6 separate regions of the Mus musculus genome follow, and regions 1, 2, 3, 4 and 6 are each linked to region 5. A link is a contact called in public HiCAR-type, HiChIP or PLAC-seq and promoter capture Hi-C data. All regions are on one chromosome and are shown on one strand. The core of a region is the stretch at or near the end of the contact, and the rest is flanking DNA. Distances in the headings are between cores, read along the strand shown.

Region 1 (3,735 bases), core at 264-2,763, 340 kb before region 5:
CCTCATTCTATATAGTCCTGGGAACATCAAGACCAAGTGTAAGCTGACCAAATACTGTATCTTTCTTCCTGATAACAGGCTCATACCTTTTGTTGTAGATATTTCCCAATATGGAACAGCTGAAGGCCCTTCAGGCTCCAGTCTATCATGTTTATCTCCCAACTCTTAAAATTCTTCCTATCAGATCTCTCTGCTGCATGTATTTTAGCTCATGTGAAAATATGCCTGTGGGCTGGGGGTGAGGCTGAGGATCTGGCCCATCATTGCAGAGAGAAGCCTATGAGAAGATTGACTTACAAATCTCCCCTCAGGCCATATCTACTTGGACTGTACTTTATAAACCACCTGTGAAAGAGAAGCTTCTAGAGGAGCGTGATTTCATTCTCTGTCATTTGATAAAGGGCAAGTGGCCAAGCAATACAAATAATAAAAGACGCTTAAAGGGAGACATCTTCCTGTCAGAAAAAAAAGTACTTTATGAGGGTTGTGGGGCTACAATAGAAGAGAATTTGGGAATTTTAATACCCTGTACAAAAAAACCATTTACTGGGGACAAGATGAGAGGGTTACAAAAAAATATTTATGCTTTATAAAACTATAAAAAGCATAAGCTAGAGGAAAGTACAGAGAAAACTAGAAAATAACAGAAAGCATCCACAGGAGAACTGTGGACAAGAACACAACTCTTTTTTTAGAAATGAATGAGATCTAAGGACTGTGTGTCACCCACGCTTGTCCTTTGACATTGTTTGATATAGACCTTGAACTGTAGGGGTCATTCTGATGCATGGAAGGATTGCATTGCATCACAGATAAATAAGATAGTCAGAATTTACAGCGAGTGTGATACCTTTTCTATTTTTTCTTTGCTAACCTAGTTCTACCACAGCAATAAAAACAGAGGTGCTATGAATGAATATTTTAAATAAAAATTAAGAAAGCATGCATAAATGCATGTCCTTTGTTGAATATCTCCTAAGTTCATTTTAGTAGTTTTACTTTGAGCTATGTTTAGTGCATAGTTTGTAAAGAACTATGCTTTTTTTTCTTCTTGTTAATGTTTAATTACAATACCTATTACTTCCAGCTATCTAGAACTCAGTGGCACTAGTTTCTGTACCAATTCACAACAGCATCTCATTTCAGCCTCATGAAAACCCTTTGAGGCAGAAACTGTTACTTATTATTTTCAGATCATGATAAATTAAACAACATTCCAAGGCTGATATAACTCGATATTCATGAACCCAACTATTCTTATAATCTCAAACAGTACCTTCCTATCGCCAATCTTCTCTTTTGCTTATTTAATTTTCCAGAGAAAAATTGCAAGCTGTTTTCCCACCAATGCAGTGTATAATACCATATTTCATCCACTTCTTTATTTAAAAGGTCAGAGAATTTGGCTTCTAGAAAAGGAAACAATTGTCAGCAAATTCCTAATATAGACACAACTAATAGGTTTGCTCATTAACAGCATTCCAGTCTGTCTAAGAGTTAACCACAGAATCACTGATTGCTAGCTTGAGAGTAACATTGATGCCAGACTCCAAAGTGAAGGGAAATGTACATTTCACACTGGCTCTGGCTGATTGCTGAGTCTCAACACTGTCTGCAGGCAGGTCTTAATAATTCATCTTCAACATGTTGTATGTTTTAAGAATTGAAAATTATATGATTTAATGTGCTCTTAAGCAGGCATGGTATCTAATCCCCAAAACAGAACTGACAGCAGAAACTTTCCAATTAATTTAACAAACATTCTTCAAAGAATTTGCAGAGTCATATTGGAGGTCAACTGGTATTATCCAAAGTGGCAATTTTCCCATAAGATGTCCCATGGAAATTTGAAGTTCTTCCCATCAACAGGCATCCATGTCCTTTACGTCTCTCTACAGGATTTGTGCCTCCTTTGACCAATAAAATGTGGAAGAGATAACTAGGTATCTGCTCTAGTGCTAGGCCTTCATGGACTTCGTGAATTCTTTCACTCTAAGGAACCATCCTAACCACCGAGAAAGACATACAGCAGAACCATAGGATGATGAGAGGTTCCAGAGAGATGATTATCCCCCTCTTTGGCAGTTTCAACAATGCCTAGGACAAAAGGATGAGCATGAAGACCCTCCAACTCTACCCCAAGCAGCACTCAAAATAATAGAATGTGTAAGTGACCTCAGGGTAAGCAGAGCAACATGGGTATTATCCAGAACAGGAGAGAGGCTATTTCTCTGAGCCACTAAATTATAATAGGGTTTACTGTCCACTGAGAGATCAATACAATGCTCTAAGTGAATCCAAAAGTATGTTTGGGTAATATTGCCTTTGTCTCTAAGTTCCATTCATTAAAAGTGATTTTCAAAGCCTAAGCAATGCATAACACTGACACTAATGCATAGTATATTTACTTGGCAGTAAGGACTTCAGTTTGGTGTTAAGCATAGAGCAGATATTAGACATTTCTCTGAACTAACAAGGAATGTAACGCCATTACCTCCATTCCACATTAATTGCTTTGCCAAAATTAAAAATAAAAATGTTTTCTGCCAACCATGTTTTGGCTCTCCTGAAAGTCATGGAGTTTAGGTTTTGTTATTGCTGTTTGTTTTCATGCTGGTTGGTAAGTCCATTTGAAACATGGATATCAAATATGCCATCTGCCTCTGGTCGATGAAAGGGAGCCCCTTATGCTTTTTAATTTCATGTTAAGCCTAAAATCTTTGACCCAAACTCAGAGAGTTTTAAAAACTCAAAACGTTAAGAATAAAAAGCCGTGTGTCACCATGAAGACAACAAATCCTTGAGCACACTTGTGCTGAAACTAACTTACAATCACTTGAGCTAACTATGAAACTAACTTCACCCTTGAGCTGGCCATGTCATGGCACTTAGTTAAGAACTGAATGTGACCTTCAGAGGTCACTGGTTTGATGCTTACCAAATACTGCTTTACATATACTGGCTGTTGTTTTGTTCTCCTATGTCATATTTTTCCCCGTATCAAAATAAATAAATAAATAAATAAATAAATAAATAAATAAATAAATAAAATAAAATAAAATAAAATAAAATAAAATAAAATAAAATAAAATAAAGCAAAACCAATCTCCAGCTGAAAAACATTTGGCTAGGACCTGTCTTATTTCAAGTATTTTCAATTTAGGGAGGAAAATTTTATTTTTCCATGCAATAGATACTAATAAATGTTTAATATCTAGTTCTGTGGTAAAATAAATGTGTGTTTGCTTCAAGTTTATATACTTCTAACAATACAAAATATTTGTGGCACACAACTTACAAAACATGATAGCATAAGACTATGCTAACTTTCATGTACCAACTTATTGGCACAGACTATTTTTAATACTTTTTACTGGTTTAATATATTACATTCTTTATCTGTAGCTAAGCTATGCTATAATGCAATCATGGTTTGGCAATTAGAATGGCATCCAATAGAATAATCATTTTATCAATAAGTGTATTGTCATTTAATATGATATGTGATCTATAATTTAACTAGTTCTCATTTTTCTACAAATTATATCCATTAACTATAAATTTCAGCTTCAGTTTCATCTTCATTATTACCCCTTTCATCATTATCTAAGACTAGATCATCAACAATGTAATAAATCAAACTCTTATCAAAGCATTTGCAGATCCTTCTGGTACAATGCCCTTACCATGGTTAACTACAATCTACCAAAGTAACAGCAGTCATTCTGAGCTAGA
Region 2 (3,595 bases), core at 323-2,822, 300 kb before region 5:
AGCCTCTGTATTACATTTGTTGATACTAAACTGTTATTTATTAAACTCAGTTTTAACGTCCACACTTGCCATAAGTACATCCATCAAAAACATATCACAGACAGTGCTATTTCTCTTCAATTAGCACAGAACATGCCGGTTGATGGCTTGTTGTCTGTGATAGCCCCCTTGAATACCAAACTGAAAAAGAACCTGGCTTCAGACTGCAAAAGCTATAAATCTCAATTTCACATGACCTTGAATGAAGTACTTAACTCCTCTCAGTCTGGCTCATTTGGGGAAAATGTGTGTGAAATTGGTTGCTGCAGGGGATCGACTGGAATCTGAGGTGACCCATCACCTGGTGCCTAATGCAATGTCTCGTTATAGTAAACATGAGGCATTATTGTGACCTGGTCCACTCACTCCATGGGTTTTAATGATCAGATCCCTGTTCAAAAGCAGCAGGACCCTTCCTGAATCCCATCTTAAATGTCAGACTGTAGCTATTTGCTTTCAAGTCAAGACACTGGAGGTTACCCTTGGAGATGCTGCCCTGCTATTTCCCACTAAGTATATTTAATGTACAATTTCTCAGTACGCAGAACTTCATTCACCTCTATTCTGAAGTTGACCCTCTCTCAATACCTGGCTTTTTTTTTTCTGTGTTCATTGCAGCTTGAAGGCAATTCCATCAACAGGTTTTCGTCTTGCTCTTTCAGGTATGATTTATTGTATATCTGCAGGGTCTGAGTTAAGATGGTCAAAATGGGATTAGCTATGGACAAAAGCAAAATGTGATAGAGAATGACACAGCCACTGTAGCCACTGTCTTGTCCTTCAGGGTATTAATGGTGATCACATTTTCCTTTTTTTTTTTTTTTTTTTTTTTTTGGTGGGGGAAGGTCATTGATGCACTGTGATTAAATTATGCTATATGCAATTTAATAGTAGGTACTACTTACATCACACCTACATCTCCCTTCTGCTGGCATCAAAACATTTGCAAGCATTATGGTGGTACAGTTGGAAGCAGTTGTTTCCTTTTGTCTCTCTTTCAGGTTTTAAACGATAACAAGAATCGCATGTGTGCTTCACTTGTAAGGCAAATGATTAGCAATAAAGATGAATAATAACTTTTATTAAAAATTAGAGTAAATAACAGATGGCTGAACCCTTGGATACCCCAGTAGAGAAAAATCCCCTTTGGTCTTCTTGCGCAGGCACTTTAGGAAATGTGTATGCTCCTTACTTTCTGATGAGTAACAGCATGTAGCATTGTTAAGCTTGATTAAGCAAATTTAATTAGTGTTAGTCAATGTGTTTTTGTAAGTGGATAAAAAATATTCTAGTTTAGGCATGACTGTTAATCTTTAATTTATGAAATAAAAGTTAAAGTGTAACCATAAAATATTAAAATTGCAATGAGCCGCATTTAAAGGACCAGGGTCCTTTTTTTTTAGTGAACTTTTCTCAATTGTTTTTCAAACCTGAAATTCAAAAGAAGTTGACTTTCACCTCCCCACTTTCTTTTTCTTCACTACCGTATCAGGTGCTAAAAGTAAAATAGTGTCAAGGGTCGGACTTTTCCTGCTGAGGCTACTTAACTTCTAAGTCAGCCTGCAGTCCGTATTAATTCCCAGCCAGATTTTGTAGTGTTCTTCAAACCTCAGTTTTCAGTTTATGGATTTCTTCAGGGTCTACAAGACTAAACAAATAAGGGGAATAAATATCTCAATTAAGAAAATAAAATTACCTTGTGGAAAAATACATAAAATAATAAGGTCAGTTTTAGAATGTAGAAGTCCTGCAAGACATTCTAAGGATAAAAGAATTCATAGCCTAGGATGAATTTGTAACTTTCCATTTGTACCAATACTAGTCTGATAGTTTAGGAGACCCTAATAGAGTTCAAAGTCTTCTGTTATGCAGCTAATATTCCTGAGAAATAGTAAATCTTGCTTATAGTCTTCTAGAATGTGTATTCATAGTCAACATAGTCAATCAAACTAGATGAACTCTTCTTTGCCTTTCCTTCCAAGTCAGCTGCTTGGGAGTGCAAAAAGGAAAGAGAAACATTAACAATAACAAAGAGAGAGAAGCTTCCTACACATATATGAAGGTGGGGAGTTATAGATAAAGATGCCAGGCATTTGAGCAATTGCATTGCATTTTACTTGAGAATCTCAAAGGGATGGGGGATGATAAACACCTTTGCTCTTTCTATGTTATTTCAAAGTCTGATTCTCTTTTTTCTAACTATGTACTAATCTTTACCTTTCTTAATTCATAAGCAGTTATAGTTGCTTTCAATGGGAAATGAAGATTAACCTGTGTTTACCCTTTTTAGCTGTAGTTGACTAATCAGCTCTACTCCTAGCAGCCACAGTGCGAGTTCCTTGCTGCCTACCCAAATGCTCTGTATTCTCGAATCACACACACACACACACACACACACACACACACACACACACACACACACACACACACACACACACACAGAGCCTTATATTTAAAATGTCTTGAATAGCGCAGTGACTGGGCACTTCCAAACCTCCCCACAGCTAACACACTCTCCCCTTCAACATTCCTGAATTATTTCTTACTAAAATTTATATTCTATCCTGGCTGCCCTGGACTGAGGGCTACATCCCTCCAGGGCCACGAAGCCCAACTTTTACATGCTGTCAGTCTCTGCCCTGTACTTCTTAGTGCTGCTATTTCTGTTTTCCTAGCATGGTGGTTCTTCACCTTCCTCTCTCTCCTTTGTTCCTTGCCCCTGATCCTTAAGTCCTGCCTCTGTCTCCCTGCCCAGACATTGGTAATGAGGTAATGAGACAAATATTTTTAGAATTACGAAGATAGTAGACCTATGTCCATTCACATCAATAACTACATTAAATAAAATTTTTCTGTATGTAAATTTAATTTGGTAGACACAGATATTGGCAAAAAGTAGTCTACCAGTACTCCTTAAATTTAACTTAACATGAGTCTGAAAGGTCAGAATTCAAGACCAACCTGAATATTCTGCTCAGTTGTCTATGGGTGCAATGTGGTCTTTCTAAAAGTATGGAATGCGTTCACCTATGAAAAACATGGGGTTCATGCTTGGAAAAAGTTCAATGCACTAATCCCTAAGTTATCTTAGGATTCTCAGGCTGTATCAATGAGATAGAAATTTTTTGAAGACATACTCTTCCAGGATGTTCCATAAATAGTTGGGTAGATAGCAGATAGATATGGAGGTAGATACTGAATGGGTGATATAAATACCCATTCTCGTACAGATTGAAAACCATAATTAGCAAATATTGAGTATCCATTGATAGTTGGAGAAGCAGCTGCTATGAATCGGTTAATAATTTGCTCAAGGTAAAACAAACTCCAATTTTTAATCCAGTAAGTGTCTTAAACTCAAGCCCATGTTCACTCACCATCCACTGCATTCACATTTAGTAGATCCCAGAACCCATGATAAAGGAAATGACTACTCATTCTCGGGATCATGACTCAAGACCCTGTGTAGGACATTTAAACTTTAACAACCTAGCAATGGGGGAAACCAGAAGATAAGCTGAAGCATTTTTTAAGTTGCTACTGGATGCTCGTTTCA
Region 3 (3,223 bases), core at 588-3,087, 270 kb before region 5:
TCCTCACTTCTTCTAACCTCTCCTACAACATATGACTAAAGGACACCAGAAGTCCCACCACATGATAACTTGGAGCCACTATCCATAACTTTTTGTAGAGTCTTCCAACAGTTTGTAGGGGTCTAAGAATATGGGTGTCCTCTCATCTAGTTTGTGTCAGACTCTAGGTTTAATCTCCAGGACTACCAAATAAAATAAAATCACAGAGTCATTAAAGAGGTAGCCAACCACTCACTTTGTATTTCTTTACCAAGTCAAGGAGAACATCATAAACTCTTTATCCAGAGGAACAGACTCAGACAGTCCAAAAAGTCCTTGCTTAGAAACTTCTAAGTTACTTAATATCTTTCCAGGGAAAATTTTTCAGATGGCCAGTCAGTGTTTACTCAACTTGTTTGTAGTACTATACATCTTTTGAAGAATAAATCTTAATTCAGTGTCATTTGTTTATCAAAGGAATAGCCGGCTTTCTCTAGATGACCCAACACAAGCATAATGCAAAGGAACTGCAAAAGGGTATGGATGAGCATTAGTAGATCAAAGATTTCTGAAAACAATGTGATGTGCCTCTGAACTCACACATCATGCTCTCTGCATTAGTAGATAACTGAAAACAGACCGACTGCATCCAAACGTGATTTAGAACCAGGCATTTCACCATTTTCACACGTGACAACTTCATTTGTTCTTGTAACTGAAGGAACAAATCCAGCTGGCAGCTAGTAGAGTGCCAAGCAGGTGGACGAGCTAACCCTTCCCTCAGATGGGTCCCTTCTGGCACAAGAGTTCACAAATTCCAGCTGGCTTTGAAGATTTCTCAAGTTCCTTAGAATCTGGGACTTCGGTTCAGAAAGTGGCTCATCCATTATTCATCATCACTTCACACTGCATCTCTAAATTAGCATCTGACCTGAAAAAAGCAATGGTCGGCCCCTTTAAGTACCAGGAGTGGTGAACTGACGTCATAGAGGGTAACACAGTGAGACAGATCAAAGACAGACTCTGAGATTTTGAGATTCCCCCCCCCCCTTTACACATACATTTTTTAAAAAAAATTTAGTTGTCAACAATTTCTAAATGTCTTCATCTTCAGATGCCAAAATATTAATTGTCAAGAAGGAAATGTACTAGGAATTGTTGTGAATTCCCACGTTGTGCTTACCAGTACAAAGTATAACACTCTCTCTATTCCCTGTGGACAGGAGTTGACCTCCTATCATTTCAATTTAAGAAGGAGCTTTTGTTGACAGAAATGAAAAATAAAATTAGACCAAGATAATCCCACGGTACAAATATTCCATTTCTTTCCCTTGGTTCTCTAAAATATGTTTTATGAAAATCTAATAGGCCTATAAACACCATACTAAGTAGTTCTCAGTTGGACCTGATTTGGGTTTTGGGTTTTTTTGTTTTGTTTTGTTTTGTTTTGCTTTTTTGTTTTTGTTTTTGTTTTTGTTTTTTTTATAACAGGGTCATGCTCTACCTACAGCAGCACAAATAATGAGTGAAATGCAAATGCCCTAAGTATTTGCTGTTGAGAGTCAAGGGAATCTATTTAGAAATCAGAAACCTGGTCTTCAGAATTAGAGGGGCTATGTGGTATATTCTAGGAGACAGTGAAACCTAAGATTGCTGTTGTCAGTTTAAATAATAGGATCAGAGTGGGCTGTGTTAATTGTCAGGAAGCAGGTCTGAGGGTTTTGTTAATTAGGATGAATAGATTTCTACTGAAATTTCAGTTGACTGTGAGGGTTTCCAATGTCCTCTTTATAGCTGATTCACATAGAAGCCAGGTTTAGATGCTGTGTGTGGTGAATGTAAATGATCCCAAACTGAGAGACCTCTGCAGACAAGCCCGGGTAGTTCTTATTACCAATGCTAATACCACTCTTGCTTGTCAGGAGCTGGGCTGCATGTGTCCTGGGTTTTGACATCTCTGCATTTCTGCATGTTGTATACAGATGTGCTGAGGATCTTGAACTCTCAGGGAGAATGACAACACCCTAATAGCAGGCTGGAAAGGGATGTCCACTGTGCAGTAATGGCAGTCTGTGCTTTGAAGTGCAAGGGAAATAATCACTGTACTCTGTCTGCTATGCTAGGGTCTAGGGAAACAGATTAATCACAAGGATTCAGATGGGCAATCAGCTACAGAGTCTACATGTTGTTTTGTTTTTGGTTGTTTTTTTTTTAATTTAACCATAGTGATAAAAATAAAGCAAACACAATAAGATTGCTGCAGTAGATGATTGCCATATTTTTCAAATAAATCAGTGAATGCAGGCAGTATGGGTCTGTATCTTCTAAGAGGCAAATTAAACTGCAAATAGTAGAATGGGCTTTTGGCATGATGTGCTTGGTACAATCCATTTCTCCAGATTATCTATCTGTTTAGTGCGACCGTCATTAAAGAGAATGTATTTACCAGAACACTGGGTAAAATGAGCACTGTTCTAGAAATGTGAAGGGCTCGAATACTTCTTTAAGACTTTACAGACTGACTATGTAATTGTGGGGAAAGTGACTTCTGAGTTCTGAAACATATAAAACAGGAAAGTAGAAAATTAGAGAAATCTTCCCCTTAGTATCTCACTTGACAGACCATGGAGAGAAACTGTGGGGAGGAGGGTCAAAGTCAAGGAAGAAACATGTCCTTTTGGGTCATGACTTGGATATTCTTACTGACAATCAGACTCAGGTCAGGGCTCTGCTGCTCATTCCCTAAGTGCCATTCATGTAGTTATGAGAATGCAGTAAATACATAGAGTAAGGAATTCAGGGGGTAACCTGTTCATGGTGTTGACCCTCTAACAGGAGGTTTTCCACTGGTCAGAACACTAGAAATGGTGACATATAGAACTCCATGATACAAACGGTTGCTAATGGTCAAGAGAAGATCTGATACAAGAAATAATTATTTTTCAGTCAGAGACATGTATTTCTATAGTTTGTTGGTCTCCAATCAAAATACCCTATCTCTAGCAGCAAGGAATGTGGCAACAAGGGCTGATGAACCCTAGCCAAGAATTAATCCAGAATTCCCTTAAACCATGGTGGGAATTTATAGCAGAATGTGCTACCTGAAGCCAGGTTGTTTCTCCCAGGAGAAGATGGGAAGACACGAGACCGAACTACACAACTCTAGACTCACGGCAACAGTCACTCCTCACCTGGAAGGGTAGATGAAGGGGCAGCAGAAACATGAGTATTTGGCACCACAGCT
Region 4 (3,736 bases), core at 1,097-3,596, 490 kb after region 5:
AATTATTTGCATCAACAAGAGAAATCTCAAAACAGCCTGGTATAAACTCTGTTGTGTGGTTATTAAAATTCACTGTTATGAGGAACATTTTGATGAAAAGGAGCAAGCTGACAAAGGAAAAAAAAAGACATAATGTATGGTTCTAGCATTAACGGGGCACCAGGAAGTAAAATGAAGCTGAGCCCTGTGTTCAGGAAGATAAACATATTAAGTGGGTGGTGACTTTGGGGCAAGACCCCATCCAGCTAAGTTTGTTGTTTATCCATTTAGTGTTGAGGAAGGAATAGCTATAGCATGTTAGGCTTTTTATTACTTTGTTATTTTTTTCCTTTGGACTTTTAATCTGGAATGAAACCACAGTCTAGAAAGGGGAAACAAAGGCTTTTTACGGAGAACTTGACCAGCATCACTGAGGTGAAATCTTCTAGGAAGTGTTTTCTGAAAACACACAGCTCTGGTTTTTGGTCTTGCTTTGGTCCAGTATTCACTCATTGTAATGTTTTGGGATGGTAATATACATCCCGTGATGTTGAAAGCATGTGATCTGCCTTTTGACTTTGATTTTGTAGGAAATTACAGTTAAATGATTGGATGAATCACAGAAGAGTCTTTGAGCTTGGGACTTTTAACATTGTTGAGACTGCTGTAGATTATGGGGACTTTTGAAGTTGAACTCAATGTATTTTTCATTATACTCTGGCCAGCTGTAGCCCCCATAGACTCATGTGTTTTAACAAGCCTATGGGAGCCAGAAAGTAGAATGTGGTCTTTTGAATATGGTTGGCCCAGGGAATGACACTATTAGGAGGTGTGGCCTTGTTGGAGTAGGAGTGACCTTGATAGAGGAAGTGTGTCACTATGGGGGTGGGGTTTGCCAGTCTTCACCTGTGTTTTGCCTTTGGAACAACATGTAGAACCCTCAGCTCTTCCAGGGCCTGCCATGCTTCCTGCTATGAGGATAATGGACTGAACCTCAGAACCAGTAATCCAACCCCAGTTAAATGTCTTTTATGAGAGTTGCCTTGGACTTGGTGTCTTTTTACAGCAACGGAAACCCTAACTAAGACAGGTAGCCTGGGATACAGGGGTAAAATGGAGGTCATCTGGTGATTAAACGACAGCTGCCCTAGGGTTTTATACATAAACTCCAGGAGTTTTAAGAGTTCTGGCCACTGTTCTCTTTTCCCCTAAGGCCCTCCTGAGTCTCTAGGGTCCTTCTTGCTATAAAAGGCTACCTTAATTTAAAATTTTTTAAATAAAATTATCTGTTTGCCAAAATAGTATTTTTTTATTATTTATTTTATTTTATTTTTATTTTTTGCAAAGTATGCAGGTCAGATCTTGGAGGTGGCTCAGTGAGTAAAGGTGCTTACTGCCAAACTTGACGATCTGAGCCCCGGGGACGGTCTCAAGGAAGGAGAGAACTGGAGTAATCTGTCCTCTGAACTGCACACATGCATGTTCTCACAGAAAAACGCATACAAGAAATATATAAATCTAACTACAAATTTTAACTAACAATATCGGATTATAAAACTCTGTACTACATTTGAATACTATTTGAAGTGGGAACAGTTCAGGAAGCAGAGAAGTGGGTCTGTGTTCTACAGACCGAGTTAGGGAACCTCATTTCAAAATGAACTTTGCACAGACTGCCACCACGTGACCTGCCTCAGGCTGTTTCATCCATTCGAGGAAGTGTATCAGCAACTCTGAGTCTTGTGGTAATGCTGTGAGGAGCAGGTGAGACAAATAATTCAAAAGGTTTCAAACAACAGCAACAGGAACCCAAAGCACCATTATCTCCTCCTCTGTGAAACGGAAATAATGGCACTGGCCAGTTTCAGCGGACTGTGCAGGAGAACTGTCAGTTTGCATTGTTTCAAACACAAACCTGCTTTGATGCTGCCATCTAAATAGGAGCCGCAGCAGCACCTTTCTCTGGCCTCTCTAGCTCTCCTGTTTCTGCTGCTACGGTGGTTTGAAAAAAAAAAAAAAAAAAAGTAGCGCGTTTCTGGGTAATTTTCACCGCAGTGAGAGTAAGGCCGAGGGAGAGAGGAGAAACCTTTGAGGTCGCGTCAGAGATCTACAAGAAAAAGATCAATCTGAGGACAGCCGGCCACGGTGCACATCTCCCCTTCCGGAGCAGCAGGCCGCAGCCCGACCTGTCCACTCGCTACCCCGCTGGAGTGGAGAGGGGAGGAGCTAAGAAGCAGGGGAGGCGTGGGAGCGCGATGTAGGGGCGGGCCCTCAGAGCGTTGTCCAATCAGAGAGAATCCCGCCAACGACCAATCACAGCTCGCCTAGTCTGGCAAATCTGCCCGGCAGTGCGGGGCGGGGCCGCCAGAGTCCCGGGGCTGCCGGTTACTCTTCTGAGAGCCCTTCAGAAAAGCACAGGGCAGTGGGCAGAGAAGCCAGGGGGCGGGGGTGCAGGCAGGCCCAGCCTGTGTACCAGCCCGGGGAAACCCACGGAAGCACCCATGAACAAGAGATGGTGCAACCCGGGTGCGCACGTGTGTGCAGCCCGCTGGCACGTCTCTATGCCCTGTGGGCACCTGTCGTGTGAGTAGCTCCGGGTGTGGCTGTTCCTGGATGTTGTGGGTTTCAGGAAGGTTTGTATCTTCGGGCCTGCCTCCCCCGTCTCCAGAGGGGAACTAAGAAGTTTAACTGACCAGGGACTGAGGAGATTAAAGGAGTGGATCTCAGTGGCAAGGCGAAGAGGGTGGGGACTGCGGGAGCAGCAGGCAGGGGAGCACCTATTTGACCCATCTCCCAGCTAGAAAAGGATCTTGAAAAGACTGGCGTGACCCATGTGCTCTGAAATGTTTAGAGAGCCCCGAGCGGTGATGACCACAGAGTGAGTGGCACTAGACTGAGCCTGTCTAAATCGTGGACGACAGGGATGCTTGCATTTAGAAAGGCCAGAAGGAAACTCAGGATGGGTACCATCTGCTCTCCCAATCCCAGCGGGACAAAGACAGCCTCGGAGGTCTGCAATGCCGACTGGATGGCCTCGCTCCCCGCTCACCTCCACAACGTCCCCCTTTCCAATCTGGCAATCCCAGGTATTCGTCTATAACTACTTGTTCGCACTGTGTTTAATGCTGCCATTTTAGTGTTTGCTAGTGGGTTGGTTGTTTTCTGTTGTGTTGAAAAACAATTGTCAGTGATCTCTTTTTATTTCCAAATTAAAAAAAAAAAAAAAAAACTTAACAGGAAGGTAGCTGCTGTAAAGAGAGTCAGTCAAGCCGACTGCATCACTGGCAAAAGGGACAGTTGAGAGAATGGAATCACTGCGCTGTTGTTTTGTTGTTTTTATTTTGTTTACACCATACGGCCTCAGTCTAAGAATGTTAACCATCTTGATGCAGAGGCCTGGGTATGTGAAAGGCTCGCTGACTTGAATCATTTAAGGGAAAGGGGGAGAGATCAAGAATAATGGGTAGAAAGTCCTTAACAATCTTAGCTCTGGGTCAACATTGAAGCTGAAAAGAATATTTTTCTCATTTATCTGACCTTTCTTGAAAACAAAAATCAGATAAGTGTTAGAAAATAGGTTCAGATTCTAGGCTGGGCATCAAGGCACATAGTTTTGTTGTTGGAAATGCCAGAAATAGAGGATGCAGTCTGTCCTCACAGGCAGTCATTAGGTGTGATGAAGTGACGGTGTTTGAAGCTTTGTCTATATATACACAGGTGTCTGCCTAGCTGATGTAGAACTGGAGCCTTGAGAAGC
Region 5 (3,640 bases), core at 70-2,569:
CACAGGCTGCTCTCTGGGTGGCTGTTATTCTTATTGGAGCACATCTTTAGCTATCTGGTGGGGATGGTAGGACAACATAAAATTAATGGTGTCCGGCCTCCGGACGGTGTCCTCCGCTTCCACCGCCTCCGCAGATAGCCCAAACTGTTCATCCATCTCCTTCCCCCTACGGTAACTGGGGCTTCAAGGTCAAGTCACTCCGGCTGTGCGTGGCGGATAGAGGAGGAGGGAAGGGCAGACAAGCTTTGGGGGTTTGAGGGAGGGTTATGGTGAATCACAGATGCTCCTCTTAAGGGTAAATGTTTAATACTTCCCGAGGTCACTTTTCTGAGAATAACTCAAAGAGAGACACGCGAGAAAATAAAATTACAAGTGCGAACATGCGAACGATCAAAGAGAAAACAAGACCACACTCGAAGACCTCGCATGGGAGATCCATGGCCTCCTGTTGCCGGTCGCCCGGCGCAGAAAGTGGACAAACGGGCAGCCCAAGAGAAGCAAGAGCTAGAGAGCAAACCTTTCGGAGGGCCCCCTCCTGTCCTCCGGCAGCTCCGCTGACCCTTCCAACAAGCCTCCCTCCCGGTGTAAAAAGCAGGCTAAACGCCTGGGCCAACACCGGTCCCGGACAGAGGAGAACCGGGATGCTCCTGGGGAGGAGGGAGGAGTGGAGAATCTCCTTTCAGTCCCTACGCCTGGGTGAGGAGGGAGAAGGCTGGTCCAGCCCCGCGGTATCCAGCTTCCCAAATTAGGCAACCCCCCGCTCCGACCCGCGGAGAGCCGGTACCCTCATCTTGCCTTCCCCTCACCCCCCTGGTTATCCCTGGTCCCGCTAGGGGAACCTCGCCACTCTGGAGGAGAAAAAGGCAGGACTAGGAGTCCCGCAGCCCTCCGCCTCGGAGCGCCTCTGTGTGCCCCGGCGGCCCCAGCCCCGCGAGGGGCGGAGTGGGCGAGACCATCTCCAGCGCTGGCGAGGGGGGGAGACGAGGCGGGGCCAAGGGGCGGGGCCGCCTTGCCTGGTCCAGATTGCTTAGCCTCGGGAGAAGCCCGGTTTTCCAAGTGGATGAAGTTTTTTTTTTTTTTCTTTTGGAAGTGGGAGGAGCGTGTGGGGAGAGAGGGTGGGAGGAGACTCGGCGGGCGGCTCGGCCGGCGTCCAGGCAGCCCGGCGGCAGGGAGGGCGGGCTCGTCCCGGTAGTGAGGGTCGGCGGCTCCCCCTCCCGCAGGGCGGGGTGGTGCGTTCCGAGTTCCCAGGAGTTCGCGGCGGGCGGGGACCGCGGGGAGGGGAGTGGCGGCGGCGGGCGGCTCCCGCTTCAGCCTCGGCAGTGGCATCGGCGACGGCGGAGTCGAGGCAGCCGCGAGCGCTCGGCCGAGTGGCGGCGGGCGGCGACGGCGCAGGAGCCGGGGGTTGAGGACACGCGCGCTGGCCCTTCCGCGCCGCGGCCGCCGCCGCCGCCGCCACCCAGAGCCTGAGGCGCCGGGGCGCGGGCGAGCGGGTGGGCCGGGGCAAGGCGGGCATGGCGCGGACCCCGGGCCCGGCCCCGTTGTGTCCTGGAGGCGGCAAAGCACAACTTTCCTCGGCGTTTCCTCCCGCGGCCGGACTGCTGCTGCCGGCCCCGACGCCGCCGCCGCTGCTGCTGCTGCTTATTCCCCTGCTTCTCTTCTCCCGGCTCTGTGGTAGGTGAAGCGGGCGAGCGAGGGGTTGAGCAGGGCGGGCGCGGGCGGCGAGGCTAGCCGAGGCGGTTGTGCCGGGCGGTTGGCTGCGCGAGCGGCCGCCGCGGACTTTGCCTGGAAACTTTTCGCCGCGCCCCGGGCGAGGCCCGGGAAGGGCAGGGAGAGCGAACAGGGCGCCGACCGCTGGCTTCCCGCCCCCCGAGGCCGCGCGGGTCGTCGCGCTGGGCCCCCAGGGCTGGCGGTGGAGCTCGGTGCGCGGAGCCCCGCGTGCCCCGGGAACCGTTACTTCCGAGCTGATGCGCCGAAGCGGAGAGCGCGGACTTCTAGGCTGAGGTTAGGATGCCTGAGTGCATGTTGCCGCCTCCTCCTTTCTCTCCGATGAAACTTGAGCTGCAAGTCCGGAAACCCTGTGGACACTAGCCCAGCGCACTGTAGCCTTCGGGTCCACGCCTCCTGGCCTCCGGGAGAAGGCACCATCTTAAAAACCCACTCTGCGCCTGCATCCCCCTTCCAGCACGATTTGTGCCCTGGTAACCTTTGGATCTTTGGGTTGATCCCAGATGGTACCCTCACGCCGCCTTCCAGTTTTTGGACGTCCTTCACGCAGCCCCTGGTTATTTTAGAAGAAAACCTTGTTCTCGGGGACGCAAGATTTACCTTTTGAATACATATTGCACCTACTGTTCCCTGGCTGTTAAAACAAGTAGCCCCGGGTTTCTCCAGTGTGCCTCTTTTATTCCAGATTTAGGAGCTAATCTCTTTGTAAGTTCCGTTCCCGGAATCTGAGACTAGTTTTAGAGACCTACTTTTTTTTTTTAAGGAAGATGAAAATGAAATGATATATTTACTTTTCATGCTAGAGAAGTGGACGTGGTAATCAGTGGACAGCATTGATTTGGTGAAATAAAGCTACCAGTCAGTCTTAGGCTATTGAATGTCTGGGTAATATCAAAATGCCGCAAGGTGTTGTTCATTTAAGGATTGCTGACGGGAAAGATGGAGGAATACAACTTAGATTTAGATTTTTTTCAGACAATGGTTATCAGTGCATATGAAATCTTAAAAGCTGATGTACCCGTATTTATTATAAGGGAGAGATGTGAACAAATTTCCTTAGTGCTCTGATGCAGAAGAAAGAAAAATCTGCTCCTGGTAGGTGAGTCAGGGTAGTTAGTTCATAGGGAGAGGAAATTATGTTGAGGTTGAGTGCCACTTACAGACTGAGAATTTTAGTACATTTCCAGTGCTGTAAGTCAAGGTTTTGATTTACATGGAGTGCTTTGTGAGAAACGACATGCTATCATGTCCAGCATGTCCAGTTTCCATATCCCCACTCTCCAGATGTTTGGTCCCGAGACAACAGCTTTTAGTCCTGTAAGTTTTAAGCCTTTAGCTCCCTTCTTAAGGTAATATTAAGTTCTACATAGAATTTGTATGCTGTTCTTATGAGCCATTACGGCGGCTCGTGGATGGTCCTTAGGATTTCAGTTCCAGGATACTTGGAGGAAGTGTGTGTATGTGCGTGGTACAAGCATTTGACTGTGGTGACTTAGTTTGTGGTAAGTACTGAAGGAGTGTTTCTAGGTCTAGAGGGCTTTCTGTGTAGATAAAACCCAAGGGGAGACTGAAGTGATGCAAAAGTTGATAGAGAAAATAGAGTTTACATTGGTAATTTCATCGTGGTTGTGTCAGTGAGTTGTTGATTACATCTGGGTGCAAACATTAGTATTTACATAGAAAATGCATTTTAAGGAGTTCCTTTATAGTGTTATAGGGGAGAAGGGTGATCAGTTATTTTAGAGCCCAGTCAACTAAGCAGTGTGGGGAAGAACAACTGCTCTAGAGGAGGTCTGTATGGGAGTTTTCAGAGTCAGCTCTGCTTGCTGTTGTAGATATAGATAAGAGCCACGTTACTGTGTCCCACTCACTTAAAGGGCTGCCTTTTTGAGCTTGTGTTATAACACCCTAATTT
Region 6 (3,364 bases), core at 736-3,235, 400 kb before region 5:
ATGTGTATATGTGTGAGTGTATATATATGAATGTGTGTATATGTGTGCGTATACAATTGTGAGTGTATGTATGTGTCAGTATGTGTGTACATATGAGTATATGAATGTGTGTCGCATGTGTGTGTGTGTGCATATAAGTGGGAGTGTGTATTTGTCTGTGTGTGTATTTGTGTGTGTGTGTGTGTGTGTGTGTATGCATGTGAATATAACACAGAAAGATTGATAATATAAAGTCCATGACAGGTGAGAATCAAAACTTGCTTATTCATTCTATCTTGTTTATCTTTTACATTCAGTTTGTAAGTCAGCTCAAATACCTAAAGGCAAAACTTACTCCCTATAACATTATCACATGTGATGCAATAACTAAACAAAGCCAGAACTCATGTTTTTTATTAGCCAATAGCTCTGCCATATAAGCTACTGATGCACATATATCTGGGCATTGGAGCTCAATTGACTACAGAAATGCATTTTTAACAGTGCCTCTAAGTTTCAAAGCCTACATATTGAGCAAACTGTTAATGCTCTGGAACTGGGGGTATTAGTCACTTGGTAAACATTTGAAAGGATGTGGATGCAAATCAACACAGTTAAAATCCTCCATTGACAGCTCTTGGTGGTAGTTAGTGGCTGCGCTGAGAGGGAAGAATTGTTTTATTTTTCTTTGTGGGTATGGCTGTTCATAGGTTGTCTAAGCTTTGTGCTGTGATGGGTGGTCCCATACCCATGTATATACAGGCAGCCTTAATTGGGCTCACTGGATTATCAAAATCAGAATATGAAAGTATGGAGAAAAGCAATGGAGGGCTACAGGGAAAGAGGGAGAGAGGAAGGATTTGGGTCAGATATAGTCAAGATACACTGTATACATATGGAATTTGTCAAAAAATAAATCAAAACAACATTCTAAAAGAATCTATATTGACAGTTTAGTGAAAGGTGGTTTGTTATAGCAGAGAGGTCCTTGACACACAGCATATACTATAGCAATGTACATTTGTGTCAAAATCGCCCTGTTCATAAACATCATAGAGTTCATTTCTCAAGAATTTTAAAATAGTCCCATGGGGGGTAGGTATGGGGGACTTTTGGGATAGCACTGGAAATGTAAATGAGAAAAATACCTAATTTAAAAAAAAAAAAGATGGTACATGTAGTCTGCAAAAACTGTATTTTCAAGTGTGCCTGTTAGAATCCTGAGTTTTTGCTGGGTTTAGTGGCACATGCCTTTAGTCCCAGTACAGGTTGGAAAGAGAGAGATAAGTCTGAGGCCAGCCTGGTCTACATAATGAATTATAGGACAGCAGAGATACATAGTGAGAACCTGTGTCTAAATAATTTAAAGAAATCTGAATTTTGTGATTCTGGTATGTATCATGTGTATTATTGTTTGTTATGTGCATTTCCTTTTCTTAAACAGCATCTGAATTATACTTCATAGTGAATACAGAAAAAGCAATTAAACTTTTAGTATTTACCATAAACATGTCATGCTCATATAACTACTACAGTGTCAAGACAACTAAAGGTGATGAGCCCACAGAAGTCTCCTCTGGGTCCCTGGCATTTTGAGCCTTTCTTCTTTCTTTCAAAGATAATCACACTTGAAGTCTAAATGGTATATTGTTTTGAATCTTCCAGCTTTCATTATTGTGTTATTTTATGTCTTATTTCTTATGTTCAATATTGTGGTATTTATTCTTGTAGCTGAAGGTAGCTAGTGCCATATATCTTTATTTCTGCAATAGCATTCTGTGGTATGGATATATCATAATTTATGTATCTAGTTTAATGTTGATCAATTTTGGGCATGTCCAAATCTTGGATTGTGACAAAATGTTGTTAGATTACTACTGCCAACCAAAATAGGATAATGTGATGGGATAAATCACTTTGCCTTGGATAGTAGCATGACTAAATGAGTCAAGTTATGACAAAATGCTTTCAGGATATGAGATGCCGAGCAATAGAGGACAGTGATTCTGTGAGGTGAGCAACAAAGAAGGTGGCCAAATGATTCATATTGTTTACTACTGTCAAAGAATTTACAGAGCATGGCGCTAAAGGGGATTCCAGGGAAACTCAAATGTTGGAAAAAGGACAAATGCTTGGAGAAAGAACCAGAAACTCTATGTGTCTCCTGGAATATTTGGGAATATACTGATCTGCATACACATATGAATGAACTATGTGAGACAGAGGAAATCTGACTACAGCAGAGAAAGAAACCTGATACAAAGGGTTGGGATTGTAGCCCAATCACTGCAGCCCAACTGGAAAATGTGATTATTCACGGGACATTGGGTAGCATAATAGGGAATGTTTTGCCTTTGTAGTAGTGAACAGTTAACCCCAAATTACACATTTTAAGTGTCTCTTAATGAATCTTAAAAACAGGAGAATCTACATAATTTGAGGGACCTACTGCAAATAGCTATACCAGAAAGTTATTAAAGCTATCAAGTTGGCAAGAATAGATGACTAAACTAAGCCTAGTCCCTATATAGTTATGACTCTTATATGACTGTTAAGTTTGTTGTCTGTTGGTGTGATAATCATGACTAAATGAAACTGGATAAAAGGTAGGGTTTATTTCATCTTAGACTTCCAGGTAACAGTTCATGATTGAGGAAATACAGGGCAAGAATTCAAGAAAGACCTGAGGATGAAACTACAGAGGAATGCAGTTTCATCTACTACTATAAAGGAATGTAGTTTCATTTACTGTCTCAAAATGTAGTTTTGTTTACAGGCTCATGTTTCAGCAGCTTTTACAATACATTCCACTTCTACCTGCTTAGGCATATAATGGACCATAGCAGGATAAACCCTACATTAATTAGTGATCAAGAAACAAACATATCTGTAGGTTACTCTTATCAAGGCAATTTTATTACTGAGTTCCTCTTTTCCCTCATGACTCTTGGTTGTGTCAAGTTGATAATCTAAGTAGTACTGACCCAGGATAATTCACTATTAACTTGAATAAATATAGAATGACCCAGAGGATTGGTAAGGCACATCCGCAGAAGTGCCTATGGGGGGTTTCCAGAGAAGAATAACTTATGGGAAGACTCATCTTAAATGTAGATTGGACAATCCCATGGGCAGGTTTCTTCAAAAGAATAGAATAAGCAATAAGACAAGCCACCTGAATTTCTACATCTCCTTCCTTTTCCTTATCAGATGTGAAGTGAAAAATTGTTGTGGCCACAATATCCTGTGCCAGTGTCTGGTACAAAGCCATGAACCAAATACTCTGAAACCAGGAGACAAATCCTTCTCTGTAGTTGTTTCAGGCACTAGGATCACAGTGGCAAAAGCATAATGAACCAGGATACATGCCCCGAAGTGATACCAG

The links. HiCAR-type assays count read pairs that join an accessible place to other places. HiChIP or PLAC-seq counts read pairs in DNA pulled down with a chosen protein or histone mark. Capture Hi-C pulls out chosen DNA fragments and counts their contacts.
Region 1: a contact with region 5 is called in a HiCAR-type map of kidney, with 6 times the contacts expected there. The contact joins the enhancer-like site here to the promoter of Nectin3 in region 5. A contact is called at or near these places in 8 of 39 promoter capture datasets (the 3T3-L1 cell line, 3T3-L1-derived adipocytes, cranial neural crest and 4 more), 7 of 484 Hi-C or Micro-C datasets (the AML12 cell line, epidermal suprabasal cells and liver), 8 of 115 datasets of contacts at active chromatin or transcription factors (craniofacial prominence, embryonic forebrain, embryonic hindbrain and 5 more) and 2 of 9 other capture datasets (liver and pancreatic islet).
Region 2: a contact with region 5 is called in a HiCAR-type map of kidney, with 6 times the contacts expected there. The contact joins the enhancer-like site here to the promoter of Nectin3 in region 5. A contact is called at or near these places in 7 of 39 promoter capture datasets (the 3T3-L1 cell line, cranial neural crest, epiblast stem cells and 3 more), 3 of 484 Hi-C or Micro-C datasets (adipose-derived mesenchymal stem cells, embryonic fibroblasts and liver), 5 of 115 datasets of contacts at active chromatin or transcription factors (VIP interneurons, embryonic midbrain, forebrain and 2 more) and 1 of 9 other capture datasets (pancreatic islet).
Region 3: a contact with region 5 is called in an H3K27ac HiChIP or PLAC-seq map of neural progenitor cells, with 8 times the contacts expected there. The contact joins the enhancer-like site here to the promoter of Nectin3 in region 5. A contact is called at or near these places in 8 of 39 promoter capture datasets (the 3T3-L1 cell line, 3T3-L1-derived adipocytes, cranial neural crest and 4 more), 1 of 484 Hi-C or Micro-C datasets (cerebral cortex), 5 of 115 datasets of contacts at active chromatin or transcription factors (astrocytes, embryonic forebrain, kidney and 2 more) and 1 of 9 other capture datasets (pancreatic islet).
Region 4: a promoter capture Hi-C map of liver shows a contact between it and region 5. The contact joins the promoter of Plcxd2 here to the promoter of Nectin3 in region 5. A contact is called at or near these places in 6 of 39 promoter capture datasets (3T3-L1-derived adipocytes, embryonic stem cells, liver and 3 more), 8 of 484 Hi-C or Micro-C datasets (LSK cells, the N1E-115 cell line, Sertoli cells and 2 more), 1 of 115 datasets of contacts at active chromatin or transcription factors (astrocytes) and 1 of 9 other capture datasets (liver).
Region 6: an H3K4me3 HiChIP or PLAC-seq map of neural tube shows a contact between it and region 5, with 5 times the contacts expected there. The contact joins the enhancer-like site here to the promoter of Nectin3 in region 5. A contact is called at or near these places in 7 of 39 promoter capture datasets (the 3T3-L1 cell line, cranial neural crest, hippocampal neurons and 2 more), 1 of 484 Hi-C or Micro-C datasets (muscle stem cells), 3 of 115 datasets of contacts at active chromatin or transcription factors (embryonic forebrain, neural progenitor cells and neural tube) and 1 of 9 other capture datasets (pancreatic islet).

Annotation. Positions count from the first base shown.
Region 1 is chr16:46,838,744-46,842,478 of GRCm38.p6, reverse strand. No RefSeq gene overlaps it. Among named protein-coding and RNA genes, the nearest start is that of Nectin3, 340 kb to the right of the region's middle. Within about 2 kb of position 1,513, at least 1 of the 459 cell types and tissues checked has an H3K27ac peak or open chromatin away from gene starts, as enhancers often do. A contact at or near this core is called in kidney, where this site is marked.
Region 2 is chr16:46,798,713-46,802,307 of GRCm38.p6, reverse strand. No RefSeq gene overlaps it. Among named protein-coding and RNA genes, the nearest start is that of Nectin3, 300 kb to the right of the region's middle. Within about 2 kb of position 1,572, at least 1 of the 459 cell types and tissues checked has an H3K27ac peak or open chromatin away from gene starts, as enhancers often do. A contact at or near this core is called in kidney, where this site is marked.
Region 3 is chr16:46,767,230-46,770,452 of GRCm38.p6, reverse strand. No RefSeq gene overlaps it. Among named protein-coding and RNA genes, the nearest start is that of Nectin3, 270 kb to the right of the region's middle. Within about 2 kb of position 1,837, at least 11 of the 459 cell types and tissues checked have an H3K27ac peak or open chromatin away from gene starts, as enhancers often do. A contact at or near this core is called in neural progenitor cells and second pharyngeal arch cranial neural crest, where this site is marked.
Region 4 is chr16:46,009,023-46,012,758 of GRCm38.p6, reverse strand. It overlaps Plcxd2 (phosphatidylinositol-specific phospholipase C, X domain containing 2), which reads left to right and starts at 2,346. Exons shown (of 4, transcript NM_001134480.1): 1 at 2,346-3,065. The coding sequence starts at 2,903.
Region 5 is chr16:46,494,646-46,498,285 of GRCm38.p6, reverse strand. Nectin3 (nectin cell adhesion molecule 3) reads left to right here and starts at 1,319. Exons shown (of 6, transcript NM_021495.4): 1 at 1,319-1,671. The coding sequence starts at 1,512.
Region 6 is chr16:46,893,897-46,897,260 of GRCm38.p6, reverse strand. No RefSeq gene overlaps it. Among named protein-coding and RNA genes, the nearest start is that of Nectin3, 400 kb to the right of the region's middle. Within about 2 kb of position 1,985, at least 8 of the 459 cell types and tissues checked have an H3K27ac peak or open chromatin away from gene starts, as enhancers often do. A contact at or near this core is called in neural tube, where this site is marked.